2 separate regions of the Sus scrofa genome follow, and region 2 is linked to region 1. Evidence: chromatin contacts called from public HiChIP or PLAC-seq data. All regions are on one chromosome and are shown on one strand. The core of a region is the stretch at or near the end of the contact, and the rest is flanking DNA. Distances in the headings are between cores, read along the strand shown. Region 1 overlaps CARMIL1 (F-actin-uncapping protein LRRC16A). Region 2 overlaps CARMIL1 (F-actin-uncapping protein LRRC16A).

Region 1 (6,453 bases), core at 1,893-4,392:
GTGGCAGCTGTGGTGCAGGTTCGATCCTTAGCCCAGGGATTTGCATGTGCCACGGGTGTGGCCAGAACAAACAAAACACAAAACAAGTGTTGGTAAAAAAACAGGGAACAATTAGAACACTTGTATGTTGCTAGTAGGAATGTAAAATGATGCAATTACTTTGAAAATAGTATGACGAGACAAATACCATATGATATCACTTATTTGTGGAATCTAAAATATGGAATGGATGATCCTATCTAAAAATAATAAAAAAAAATAAAAATAATAAAAATAATAAACGGAAACAGACCATGGCCAAGAAGAGCAGACCTGGGGTTCCCAGGGTTGTGGGGGAAGGGCAGGGAGTGGCATGGTTGGGCATTTGGGGGGTTTTGGGAAACTGTTATATTTGGAATGGATGGGCAATGGGATCCTACTGTACAGCATAGGGAAATGTCTGCGATTGGGTCACTTTGTTGTACAACAGAACTTGCTGAAACATTGTAAATCAACTATACTTTAATAAAATGAAAAAAAAAATCACATGGTAATTCCTGAAAAAAATTAAGCAATTACCAGCTGACCCAGCATTCCATTTCTGGATATATACTCAAAAAAAAAAAAAAAAAAAAAGTGGTGGAGTTCCCAGTTAACAAATCTGACTAGGAACCATGAAGTTGCGGGTTTGATTCCTGGCCTTGTTCAGTGGGTTAAGGATCCGGCGTTGCTGTGAGCTGCGGTGTGGGTCGAAGACGTGGCTCGGATCCCAAATTGCTGTGGCTCTGGCATAGGCCGGTGGCTACAGCTCCGAATGGACCCCTAGCCTGGGAACCTCCGTATGCCATAGGAGCGGCCCTAGAAAAGGCAAAAAGACCAAAAAAAAAAAAAAAAAAAGGTGGCTATGTATATACATTGTTGCCTTACATATCTCTGAAGACAGGAGTGCACATTTTCTCTGGGTACCGTGGTAGTGTCCTTTGCACTGCAGGTCCAGATGTGTTCAGAAATATTCTCAATCCCCTCTTTGACTTTAAAAAGCCAGAAGTCAGTAGTTGGCCCCTGTTCATCCCCATGGGCCTTCTCTGGGCTCTGCTGCCTCTTCTTGGTGTCCCACTCAGATTGCTTCCTCTTGGGGTTTGGTTATGCTGGCTCTTGTTTGGTGGCAGGGGGAGGGGCTTATTTGGGTTCCTGAGCTCAGTGTTGTTCTGCTTTTCTGCACTTGAGGACTCCTGGGTGTGCTGGATTCTGAATCTCCAGGCCACCCTGCGTTCCCCCCTTCCAGATAACATTTTGCTCAAGGTTCCTCAGGCTCAGCACTGACATTTGGACGCAAAAAGTCTTTTTTTTTTTTTTTTTTTTTTTTTGTCTTTTTAGGGCTGACACTGTGGCGTATGGAGGTTCCCAGGCTAGGGGTTGAATTGGAGCTGTAGCCACCGACCTACACCACAGCTCACAGCAATGCCGGATCCTTAACCCACTTAGCAAGGCCAGGGATCGAACCCAAGTTCTCATGGTTGCTAGTCAGGCTTGTTAACCACTGAGCCACAACAGGAACTCTGCAAAAAGTCTTTCTTGAGGGGCGGCTTGTGTGTTATAGGAGGCTTAGTAGCATCCTTGTCTCTACCTGCTGGATCCTGGGAGGGCTACTGCCTTCTCCTGGTCATGACAAATACAGATGTCTCCAGACAGTGTCAGATATTCTCTGGGTGGCAGAATTGCCCCCCTTCACCACCCCCGGTTGAGAACCAGTGGTTTAGGTCAGTGGGTCCCCAAATGTCAGAGAACAAATGCCTACCTCATCATACTTAGCTTATCAAGTTATATCTAAGTCTGAATATTTAAAGTCCTGTAATATAGCTATGGCTAATTAAAAATCACACGCACTTTGAAAGTCTTTTTTTTGAAGTATTTAGCTCCCTATATCTATATGTAACAAAAATAACAGATGCCACCAAGCAGAAGTTTGTCTCAAGATCTCTGATCTTAAAACCATTGATTTGGCCAGTGGTTCTCCATGTGCCATCCGGAGAATGGTAACTTTAGCATCACCTGGCAACTTGTTAAGAATGCACATTCAGAGGAGTCCCTTCCAGAGCCACTGAGATGAAGACCCAGGGAGAGGGGTGCAGCAGTTTGTTTTAATAAGCCCTTTGGGCAACTGGATGCCCACTGAAATATGAGAAACACTGGGTCAGCCTCTGAAGTAAGCCCCAACTAAATACCTATAGAATAAGCTTTACTGAGAAGTTATCATAATCCACTGTATACAGAACTTCAAATCTGCTTAAGAAAATGTCTTGTACTAGGCAGGTCAGGGGTCTGCTGGTCAGATGGGTCCTCCCTGAGAGCCTGGCACATCCACAGCTTCCTTTGGGGGTTTCCTTTCCTCAGCATCCCCGAGAGTGGGACCAGAAACCCCACACCTTGGCCACAGCTGACTTGAACCCAAGGTGCGCCTCTGTAGCCTGGACCTCACAGCTCTGCCCAATGGGCTGATCTGTATGTTGCAAAGATTCTTCCTCTGGAGAGTCTGAGACATGGAGAGAGACACCATAGCAGGAGAAAGCAGAAGGCATGAGGCGGTATAAGCCCTTGTACAGGCAGAAGCCCTGGAGCATGAAAAGGGCATTCATAAGCCAGTTAGGGCAAGAGAAGCAGAAGCAGGAAGAGTGACGGAGCCGTAGATGGCTGACTGCTTTCGAAGGGTGGTTTGGAAGTTGAGTGGAGTGAATCCATCTATCTAACCTATCTTGGGTCAGTATTTTTCAGTTGTCTACATGACCTAGCTGGGCAGCTGCTGATAGGGTTTCCAGCCATGCCTGCTTCTCCAGGTCTCCTTACGGTAGACCATCACTCACTATGGCAGCTTCAATGCATATCTAGTCTCTGCCACCTGGGTGAGCCCAACAACTACGTACTTGTATTAGGGGACCAGGTGGTCTGCAGACAGGCTTCATGGTTCGCCGCTTCCTTGGAGCGGAGACCCTCAGCCTGGCTGTGCCTCAAAAGGATCTGTGTAGCTCCGCCTCTTTATTTCAACACACGTTCCATCTGGGATCCCAAAAGGCAATTGAAGTTCACATTGCAGGAAAGAAGGGGAGGTGGAAGCGGTTGGGATCAGCATGTTACACTGACTTGCCCCAAAGAAACCTCCCTAGTAGAGCAGCATTTAGAAAACCCGCAGGCCTGGCTTGTTTCACTTCCTTAGATTGGACCAAGGAGGCCAACTCACAGTAGTCAGGCCAAGGACCTGGTGCTTCGACTTCAGTAACATCTTCTATTGGCATTTCCTGTTAAGGCATCTCAGGACATCTCTTTTGAGGGAGGTGCTAAGAGTGAGAGCCTTGGGAAAAAACAAAACAACCAAAAACATGGAAACACAGGCAGTGTTGAAATCAGCCTTGTGAATCATTTTCGAAACATTCAGTGGGCCCACAGAAATTTCTTGCCGGTTTGAACCATTGGCCTCAGCCCTGTCCAGTCTGTTGGTGTTGCCCTCATCCCTCCACTCATGCCTTCCTCCCTCTCTTTCCCATTCAAACCTGGAAAGAATGCAGGTGCTTTCATGCAGCAAATGCACGGGATTCTTTTCACACAAATCCCCTGAGAGGGGAGTGAGTAGAGATGCAGACTATTGCATACTGTCCCTCGGAAGGTTTTTCGAGTCTCTTTAGGGTATAGATCGTGGGAATGTGGGCCAGCGCTTGTTTTCAAGTCCATCTTAAAGGATTTGGGGCCTGACCAAGAACATAATCGGGATTCTCTTATTCTCCAGTTAGAATCCTTGTCAGCTACTCAAGAGCCCAGGACTATTTCCTTATTGTGCTTTCGTATCAAGCCCCTTACCTCTAATAGTGATCTTTTCATGGTAGGCACAGAAGAGTTGCATAGTGTGGGACCCAGGTCTAGAGCATAAATCTTAAGCCTAAGCTGGTTTTCTCAGGGCCCTGGTAAGTCTCTTTACTCATCAGCCTGGTCTCATGTAGTGCATCTTTAATTTAGCTTTGTGCCGGATGCAGGGATCAATAAGTAATGCAGCGAGGTGGGGAGAATGGCCAGCTGACTCTGCTTCTGTCAGAATGATCGGGGCAGTCAGAAAAGCCATTCAGTACGCTCTGACTTCTCACTTGAGCTCTGCTCCCCATTACACCCAGTTCCTAGCCCAGGAGGTTGCAGGATGCTTCAAAAGAAAGGTTGGTCCCATCTCCCCGTGGTGGGACCGAGCAGTGTTTGTGCCATGGTCTCAGGAATATGAACCTTTGCACGAATGAGTCACTTGTCTTGTTTCCCTTTCTGCCTGTCGTGTCAGAGAGTGATTTATTTCCTGTTTTTAAGGCTTAGTTTTATCATTCACATGGGAGAGAAATTGAATGTACTTTCAACTTTTGCTGATTACTGGCTCCTCCTTTGCCTGGAAAGATTGTCCTTCTTCCATTGTTAAAAGAGTTGTTTTTGCCGATTCAATGAAAGGACTTTTTTTTTTTTTTTTTTTCCTGAAGCTTTTGGAGAAGATACTTTGATTTTGTATGATAAAGTTATAGTGCGTGATTTTACTTTATTATTTTTAAACAAGTAAAATTGTCACTTGAAAGTTCACCTACAGTTGTTGGAAAAGCTTGGAAAGCATCTCATTTCCTGATGCTTCCACTAGCAACCCTTTTTCGCGTGTAAACCGGAAGAAATCTTGCGTAGCTCCAAGCCCTGTTTCCTAAACTGGGGAATGGATCATATTCCCAAGACAAGAATAAGATGCTCCGGGAGCAAAGTGCTCCTGCTAAGGACTTTGGCCTTGTGTTCCCCAAACCTAAACAGGTTTCACCTCTATTCTTAGAATGTTTAGCATCCTTGCTTAATATACAGTGTACATTTCATGAAGCACCCATTAATATCTCATAGGGCACTAGTATTCCAGGAAACTCAGAGAAAAGCTGACAACTTATTTATCTCAGTCTTTAACACAAAGGGCCTATATACTATAATTTGCACATCCCTTGGGACGGTTGTCATATCTGCTTCTGACACTTACAGATTAGCCAAGTGGGAGAAAAAAACCTGTCAAGGAGATGACATCCATCCATCCTACTTTTGGGAAGATCACGGACATGTTTCATTTACTAAATAATCATTGCATACCACCTGCGTGTCAAGGACCTGTGTTTGGCAGGAAGAAGGCAGTGCCTTGGGAAGTGATTGAGTTGAAGTCAAAGAGATTTTTTCTTTTCTTTTCTTTTTTTTTTTTTTTTTTGCATCTCCTTCTTTGGGTCTGATCTGAGAAATAGAAGTCAGATCAGGTATCAGTCTGCTTACTGTACGTGTTTAGGGTAATTTCAGAACAGTGCTTAAAAAAAAAAAAAAACTTTTTAGAAATGGGGTAGGGTAAGGTTCCTGAACTACATTAATCATCTCACTGGTTGTGTGCAGTTTATATTATGAGGCTGTCTTCTCCCCAGCGTGAGTGGGAGGGGCTGTCATGCAGAAGAGGACCTAGATTTATTGTCCATGGTCCTGAACTGGAGTCAGAGGATAAAAGCTACCAGGGACTGAGGATCATCTTGAAACTCAGAAAACTCTCCCCAGCAGCCCGGGCTGTCCAATGATAGAATCTGCTGATTTGTGTTGGGGGGCAGAGATGGAGTTCCTTGGAAGTGGACAAGTGCAAGTTTGGATTGCTTGACTCCATAACTGGGGGGGGGGGGTTCCCAAAAGACATTCAAATGAGGAAATCCATCCCTTGAGCAGAGATTTGGGATTCAGAATTTTCACTCCTCATGTGTCCAATCATTTCTGTTAGAGCATGTTCAGTATTGCAATGTTACTATCAAGGACTGAAAACTTTTGTTAGTTTGGCCAGGACAGAGCCGTTGTTGGGCCTCATGGAGTCCCACACTGCCTATATGGATTGGCTTGATATTTTTAGGATTGGATCCGCTTTCTCACCTTGAGGTTAAAATCCAGTTGGGAAGTCTGGACCGGATGGCCTCTAGTGGGCTTGCTGCTTTGAATTCCAATGGAGATGCGAGAGGCCTTTTCCAGCCTGTTTGTCAGGTTTAGATTTTGGCACTTCTGACTCTGGCTCTGAACAGAAATCCCCCACTGCCATCCTGGTCTGTCTGTCTCGTCTAGTTGGGGAAAGATGCCAGGAAGGCCCTTGTCTGTCCATTTGTCCCCTGTCTGTCTGTCTAGTTGGGGAAAGATGCCAGGAAGGCCCTTGTCTGTCCATTTGGAGTTGATAAGCAATGAGATCCTGCTGTATAGTGCAGGGAACTATATCTAATCACTTGTGATGGAACGTGATGGAGGAAGAACGTGAGAAAAAGAAATGCTGGGTCCTTCACCCACTGAGGCGGGCCAGGGATCAAACCTAGGTCCTCATGGATACTAGTTGATTCATTACTGCTGAGCCACGATGGGAACTGTCATTTGAAACTTTAGAAAAGTGAACGAGTGTGTCTTAACTCTTTAATTATATAC
Region 2 (6,453 bases), core at 2,828-5,327, 160 kb after region 1:
TTCATTCGTCTGCCCCCCACACTTGAGGGAATTATTTGGTATGTTCACTAGGGGGCAGGAGTCTTGAGCACCACCTCACAATTCTGCCTATCACAAATCTTTGAATATTGACTATCATTTGAATGTGAGAATAGAAGTTGAAGGACTAGATTTCAGGAGGAGGTAGAAGAAGCTTTCATTAGAAATCTTTATGAGTAGAGGGCAAAGTCTGTAGGGTTAGAAATGAAATTTGAGGATTTGAATTCTTAGGAGGAGGACATGGATGGGCGAGGTTTAAGAAGAAGTAGTGTCAAGAGGGAACACTTTGTTTTCATTTTCTGATGCAGATGTTCTCCAGCCTTGTTGCATGAGGGGCTTTCATCTTGTGATGTTTTATATTTGATGAGGATTAATTATTAAACTGCGTCGAAGATAGTGTTATAAACTCTTAGTTCTGCTTTTTCGTTCCTGACATTGAGATTGTTCTTGATTGAAAAAGATACCCATGTGGTGCCCAAGCAAACATTTGAAGGGGAACCTCCTCGCATCTGAAGTAGTGAATCTAAAGGAAGGTTAAGACTTAAGTGGACAACTCGATCACATGAAAGGCGCTCTGATAGATGTAAGGCAAAGGGGAAAATGATAGCTGCCTCTCTCTATTTCTCTAGGGTTTATTTTTTTCTTTAGGAAAACCAAGTGGTCTGTCTCTTAGCCAAATGCTACAGAGTGGTGAATACAACAAAGTGGAAACTACGTAGATCACTGTCTGTAGATAGTAGGGCTGTTTTGCTTTTGTATTTAAGACGCAAGAGCCTCGAATGTATTTGTTTACTGACAGGACAAAATCAGTAGCTGCTAAAGGCAGATCACTAAGGATGTGAGATCTGGAGTGCGGTAGACCAGGAAGGGACCCTCCTTCGTCATCAGGGAAACACACATTCCAAACCCACATTGAGACACCAGTGCACACCCAGTAGTGTGGCTATCCTCGAAAGAAGTGTGGGGGAGGGTGTGGGAAATGCGAAGGGATGCATCACTGGTGGGAGTGAAAACTGGTGCAGCCTCTTTGGATACTGGTTAGAAAAGTTAAATACCGGTTTAAAAAGTTAAATTTGCTCTGTGACCCAGCAATGCCACTCCTAGGTATGACGCAAGAGAAATGAAACATACATCCACACACAGGCTGGTGAATGAATGTTGACAGTGGTGGTGTCCATGACAGCCCCAAACTGGAAACACCGGTGAGGGGACAAACACAGTGTGGTGTATCTGCACCACGGCCCGGAGACCACAACTCAAGCGTGTAAGGGAATGAAGCGTTGATCCTGCTATGACATGGCTGAACCTCAAAAGCATGATGTTCCTTGAAAGAAGCCAGGCCCCAGAGACCTCTCGTACTATCTGGGTTTGGGAGGCTTTGAGGGGGAGGAATGAATCTGAGGCCCTGCATCTTTCCTGTCGCGCACCTCGTATGCTCTGGGGAGCAGCCTTCTTGGGCAACCTGTCAACTCAGGTGCAGGTTTATCTCCTGGACCCTCAATGCCTTCAACGTGTGTGACAGCTCTTCCTTTGTGCTGCTGCGTTGTAATTAGATGCGGACATGTCTCCATCAGCTTACTTCTCATGCCTACGGCTGGTCCCTCATTCCCTTCTAACCACCTAAGACATACCGCATCTAGCCTAGAAACTTGTACATAATAAATATTTTCCTTAAATTGAGTTTGATTTCGTTTAATGGAAGGCCCTTTTGTGGTTTTTTTTTTGAATGGCACTTGAATCCGTGGCGAAGGTGATGGAAATGTCTCTTGCGTGGAGTCAGAGTGTGTAATTCAGAGACGATGTTTCCCTGGTTTTTTCCTCCACTTTCCTCCCTCTGTGCCCTGATTTTGTGTGTCTTTTCACCTACCTGCAGTCCACCCACAGGTGTTGGAGGCATGAATCATTCCAAGGATGCTTTCCTCCGCTTTGTGCGTGCATACCGACTCTCCAGGGTGTTTTCTGCTCACACACACTCAAGTTTTGACACTCCTGAAAATATTTTCTCAAGCTAAGACTTTGCGTGTTTCTGCCCCTTCTGGAGTTCCTTCGGTGCTGTGTTTGCCAGAGCTTTTGGACACCTGCCAGCCCCGTCGTTCCCACCTTTCTTCTCTCTTGGGGCTGAGCCTCCTGAACACAAATTCTTTATAGGCTTTTTTTCTTTTTTTTCTTTTCTTTTTTTTTCTAATCTGGTCTAAATACTGGAAGATGATGGGTAGCTTTTCCGCTCCTGGATGGAAATTGCACGAGAAATCCAACCAAGCATAAAATATTTATAGGAACGTCAAACTTGGGACAAATTTTCATGACTTTTCTGAGCTTTTCAATTGAAAACAATAAAAAAGCATGGGGGAGGAGTTTAGAATTGACTTGTTTAGTCTATAAAAGAGACCAAGCCAGGGAAGATTATTTACACAGAAACACAAAGAAACACAAGGCAGTCTGGCAGCCCAGAATGCTGAGGAATTTCAGCACCAAGTGCAATTTGATTTTGCACCTGAACCCTCCTCTCAGGGACTTATTTGGAAACTCAGAGAGGGAAATTTGGTTCCTTGCTTTGTGATATGAATGTTGAAGCAGCAAATCTCTGATAGTTACAGCTCAGCCTCTTTGTCACGCTTGTGTGCAGAAGACAGGCAGCTTTCTGTTATGCAGGGGCTTGTGGTGCGGAGGCTGAAGTGTGATTTAGTGAGCAGGGGTGTGGTGTGTACAGGCAGGCCTTCCAACGCTGGATGCCCTGCTCTCTGAAAGAGCCCCACAAGGCAGTGAGCAGACCAGACACACACACACACACACACCAGCTCTTTTTGGATGGAGGTGGGGGGGGGGTGCTGTATTTGCAGCATGTGGAAGTTCCCAGGCTAGGAATAGAATCTGCACCACAGCAGTGACAACATCAGATGATTATCCACTAGGCCGCCAGGGAACTCCTGCACCCACTCTTCATATCCCAGTTGAGGGGCTAGGCTCATGCCCCAGCTTGCTCTTGGCATTCCAGCCAGTGTGTTTTCAGGTTGTAGGCCATGACCCATTAGGTGGTCATGAAATGAACTTAATAGTTCACAGTAAGCTTTTTTTTTTTTAAAGAAACAAAATAGACAACATCAAAGTGCATTGTCCGGGGAAACTCGGGCTTGGGTTTTCTATTAAATGTGCATGTATTTATTGTTGCCTGAGTTTCCTGCATCACGATATGAAATCTCTTTCTTGATGTGGGTCAGGCTAAAAAAAAGCCTTGAAACACCCTGCTCTAGCTCAACTTTATTAACTAGTTGTGTGGTGAGTCCCCTGGGCTGACCTGGTATCTGAAACCAGGGTGTTTCAGTCATCACTTTGTGACTAATCCTTTGGAGCCAAGGGCTTTTTGGATCAGAGTGGAGTGTTTTCGGGCTTGTAGCTCTTCTCTCAGCTCATTCACATGCTGTCCTTCCCCACATGTCACAACCTCCTTGTTCTCGTCTCCCTCCTTACCCTTCCCAGTTACCCTGGATTTTATGATCTTAGCCTTTGGCAGGAATGTTTGTCCTTGTTTCCTCCCCTTGCTTTGTTCTAAATTGGATTATTTTGTTTAAAGATGATTTAGAATCCTATCTCGTGTTTTTCTTCTCGAAATGTTGACCTGAAGCACCCAAGTATTTCTTTTCCCAGCCATGTGGTGGTGGCTCTGATTTGACCTTCCAAATAAGACAAAGAGAAATAGATTCTAGAATTGCCACTTCTATGTTGGGGCACTCAAGAGCTTTCATGTCTTAGAGTCTACCAGCGGTTTTGGAGTCAAAATAAAGAAGTCCAGATCTGGGCTTACTCGCTTTCCATCTGAATTTCCTCAGGCAATTTTTCTAACTTTTCTATGCCTTGGAGGATTCCTCATCTCTCAAATAATAATAGCACCTCCCACTTGAAGGTGTCCTAAGGATTCAATGAGATAATGCCCATCAAAGCCATAAGAATGGCCTGTCACAGTATGCGCTCCATAAATGTTAACTTTCACTGTCACCTTTGGTTCATAAAACAGCCTCGTGACGTTAAATAGTGCAAATGTTACTGTTCCCCTTTTATGGATGAGGAAACTGTACATAATTTGGGAGAGCTTGCAGAGTCCTATCTAGTACCAGTTGTTCAGACTCCTGCCTAGGATTTCCTGAATAATCAAACAACCAATCTGTTATATTGTGGTTGGGCTTTTCTGATTTGGCTGCCTAGATTTCCTTTGGAAATGGAAGGAAATGATTGTATGGATGCGAATGGAAAAACATTGCATGTCCATAAATTTTCTTAGTCACTGATATTTAGAGATGTCAGGTTTTCTGCATGACAGCTTATACAACAGAACGTACTTTTCTTTAGAGTCATGATTTCAGCCATATTTAATTGATATTTTTTATGGCTATATGAAGTAAAACAATATTGTCAAAACTGCATAGATTTGGATTTTAGAGCTCAAAAATTAAGCTCTTGACTCTATTTTTTCTACTAGTCTTTTACTCCTGTATTCCTAGTTCTTGAATCTCTTTCTTTCTTTCTTTCTTTCTTTTTTTTTTTTGTCTTTTTAGGGCTGCACCCGAGGCATATGGAGGTTCCCAGTTTCATTTTGAAAGGAGAAATAAAAATTAGATTGTTTCATTCTAAATTTGACACATACTAAAACAAAAATAAATCATAAGGGGGGTTATTCATTAAGTCTCCAAATGAAAGCTTTTGGTGATAGATTTTGTTTTAATTCACAGCTCTGAAAGCCAGGTTTTGCTTTATTTGGGGGGCAGAATTGAATAGTTTTGGCCAAAAGTTGAAAAGTCGCTTCTGCCCTTTCTTTGTGGGGAAAGGTTTTCTTGCTGGTCAGTTTCTTCCATGACACCATAGAGTAACTAGCTTCAGAAAGTCCAAGGTAGGTTAATTTCTCTTTTTTTCCTGATATTTTGCCTGCCAGCCGCCCTCAATTTAATCATGTGGCCAAGACACCATTTTTGAAGTTGGCCAAATCGGAGGACCCTTAGTGTAAGAATCTGTTACCTTTTATAAAAAAATCAATTTAATTCTTTCAATTTCAAAAAAAAAAAAAAAGAATAGTCCTGACCACAGTTATGCCTTTCATTCTATTAGCACTTAGCCAGGATGTTTCTTGAAATACAGGAGTTCCCGTCGTGGCGCAGTGGTTAACGAATCCGACTAGGAACCATGAGGTTGCGGGTTCAGTCCCTGCCCTTGCTCAGTGGGTTAACGATCCGGCGTTGCCGTGAGCTGTGGTGTAGGTTGCAGACGAGGCTCGGATCCCGCGTTGCTGTGGCTCTGGTGTAGGCCAGTGGCTACAGCTCCGATTGGACCCCTAGCCTGGGAACCTCCATATGCCGAGGGAGCGGCCCAAGAAATAGCAAAAAGACAAAAAAAAAAAAAAAAAAAAAGAAGAAATACAGTATGTTTATGAGTTGTGGATGCCTAGGAAACGAAAACAAAACATTTTGTCAGGAAAGAAAGATGCTTGTAACTTCATCTGGAACCAGATAGAAAATTACTTTAACCAGACATTTTGTATCTGAGCCTTTAGTCCTTTTTACCTTTAATCCTGCTTTTTTTCTTTTTTTAGAATAAATGAGCAAACATGACTTTATTCACTTTATTCTAACTTAGAAGCTTCATTTTTATTACTTTCACTATTGAGAGTGTGATCGTCCTATTCATAGAGAAAAATGTTGCTGGATTATTTATTCCTTTTCGTCTGCCTTCCCTTTTGTTTTGTTTTGGTTTTGACCACACCCATGGCATGCAGAAGTTCACAGGCCAGGGATCAAACTTGTGCCACCGCAGTGACAGTGCTGGGTTCTTAACCCAATGAGCCACCAGGGAACTCTGTGTCTTCCTTTTTAACAGAAAATTTTTGATTAAGGAGTGAACAGATGTGTGCATGTCACTAGTAGCGTAAAATAATTATTCCATTCTGGTCTTGCGTTCGGTTATAGGCATTTACAATTTTATGTGGTGTTACAGGTGTGTCCAACACAAAAGAACATATTAAAAGTTTAAAAATTGTCATTTTCTCAAAGAACAAAGCAAAACAGCTCAAGTCAACCTGAGTGCAACAAATTTGAAGTTTAGTAGTAGGTTTTAACTTTGATCTATCAAATATTTTCAGCATGATATGGATATATATACATACACACACATGCATATAAATATTTTAACATTTATGTAGCATATGCTTTGCTAAATGAAAGAATACATGAAAGAATTGGTTATGAGTCAGCAGTGATTACTCTTAATATTTAAAGTAACAGTCTGGTATCCTTCTCTCTTCCATACCTATTTTTTTTAAAGACTTAATTTTTAACTTTGTCTACATTTTTTTTATTATAGTTGATTTACAATGTTCTGTCAGTTTCTGCTGTACAGCAGAGTGACCCAACCACACATATAGACACATTGCTCTTCTCCACACTATCTCTT

What was found. HiChIP or PLAC-seq counts read pairs in DNA pulled down with a chosen protein or histone mark.
Region 2: an H3K27ac HiChIP or PLAC-seq map of alveolar macrophages shows a contact between it and region 1. The contact joins two enhancer-like sites. A contact is called at or near these places in 1 of 47 Hi-C or Micro-C datasets (epiblast stem cells) and 1 of 2 datasets of contacts at active chromatin or transcription factors (alveolar macrophages).

Annotation. Positions count from the first base shown.
Region 1 is chr7:20,056,414-20,062,866 of Sscrofa11.1, forward strand. All of the region lies in intron 2 of CARMIL1 (F-actin-uncapping protein LRRC16A), which reads left to right. Among named protein-coding and RNA genes, the nearest start is that of CARMIL1, 23 kb to the left of the region's middle. Within about 2 kb of position 3,143, at least 20 of the 83 cell types and tissues checked have an H3K27ac peak or open chromatin away from gene starts, as enhancers often do. A contact at or near this core is called in alveolar macrophages, where this site is marked.
Region 2 is chr7:20,213,089-20,219,541 of Sscrofa11.1, forward strand. All of the region lies in intron 11 of CARMIL1 (F-actin-uncapping protein LRRC16A), which reads left to right. Among named protein-coding and RNA genes, the nearest start is that of SCGN, 170 kb to the right of the region's middle. Within about 2 kb of position 4,078, at least 1 of the 83 cell types and tissues checked has an H3K27ac peak or open chromatin away from gene starts, as enhancers often do. A contact at or near this core is called in alveolar macrophages, where this site is marked.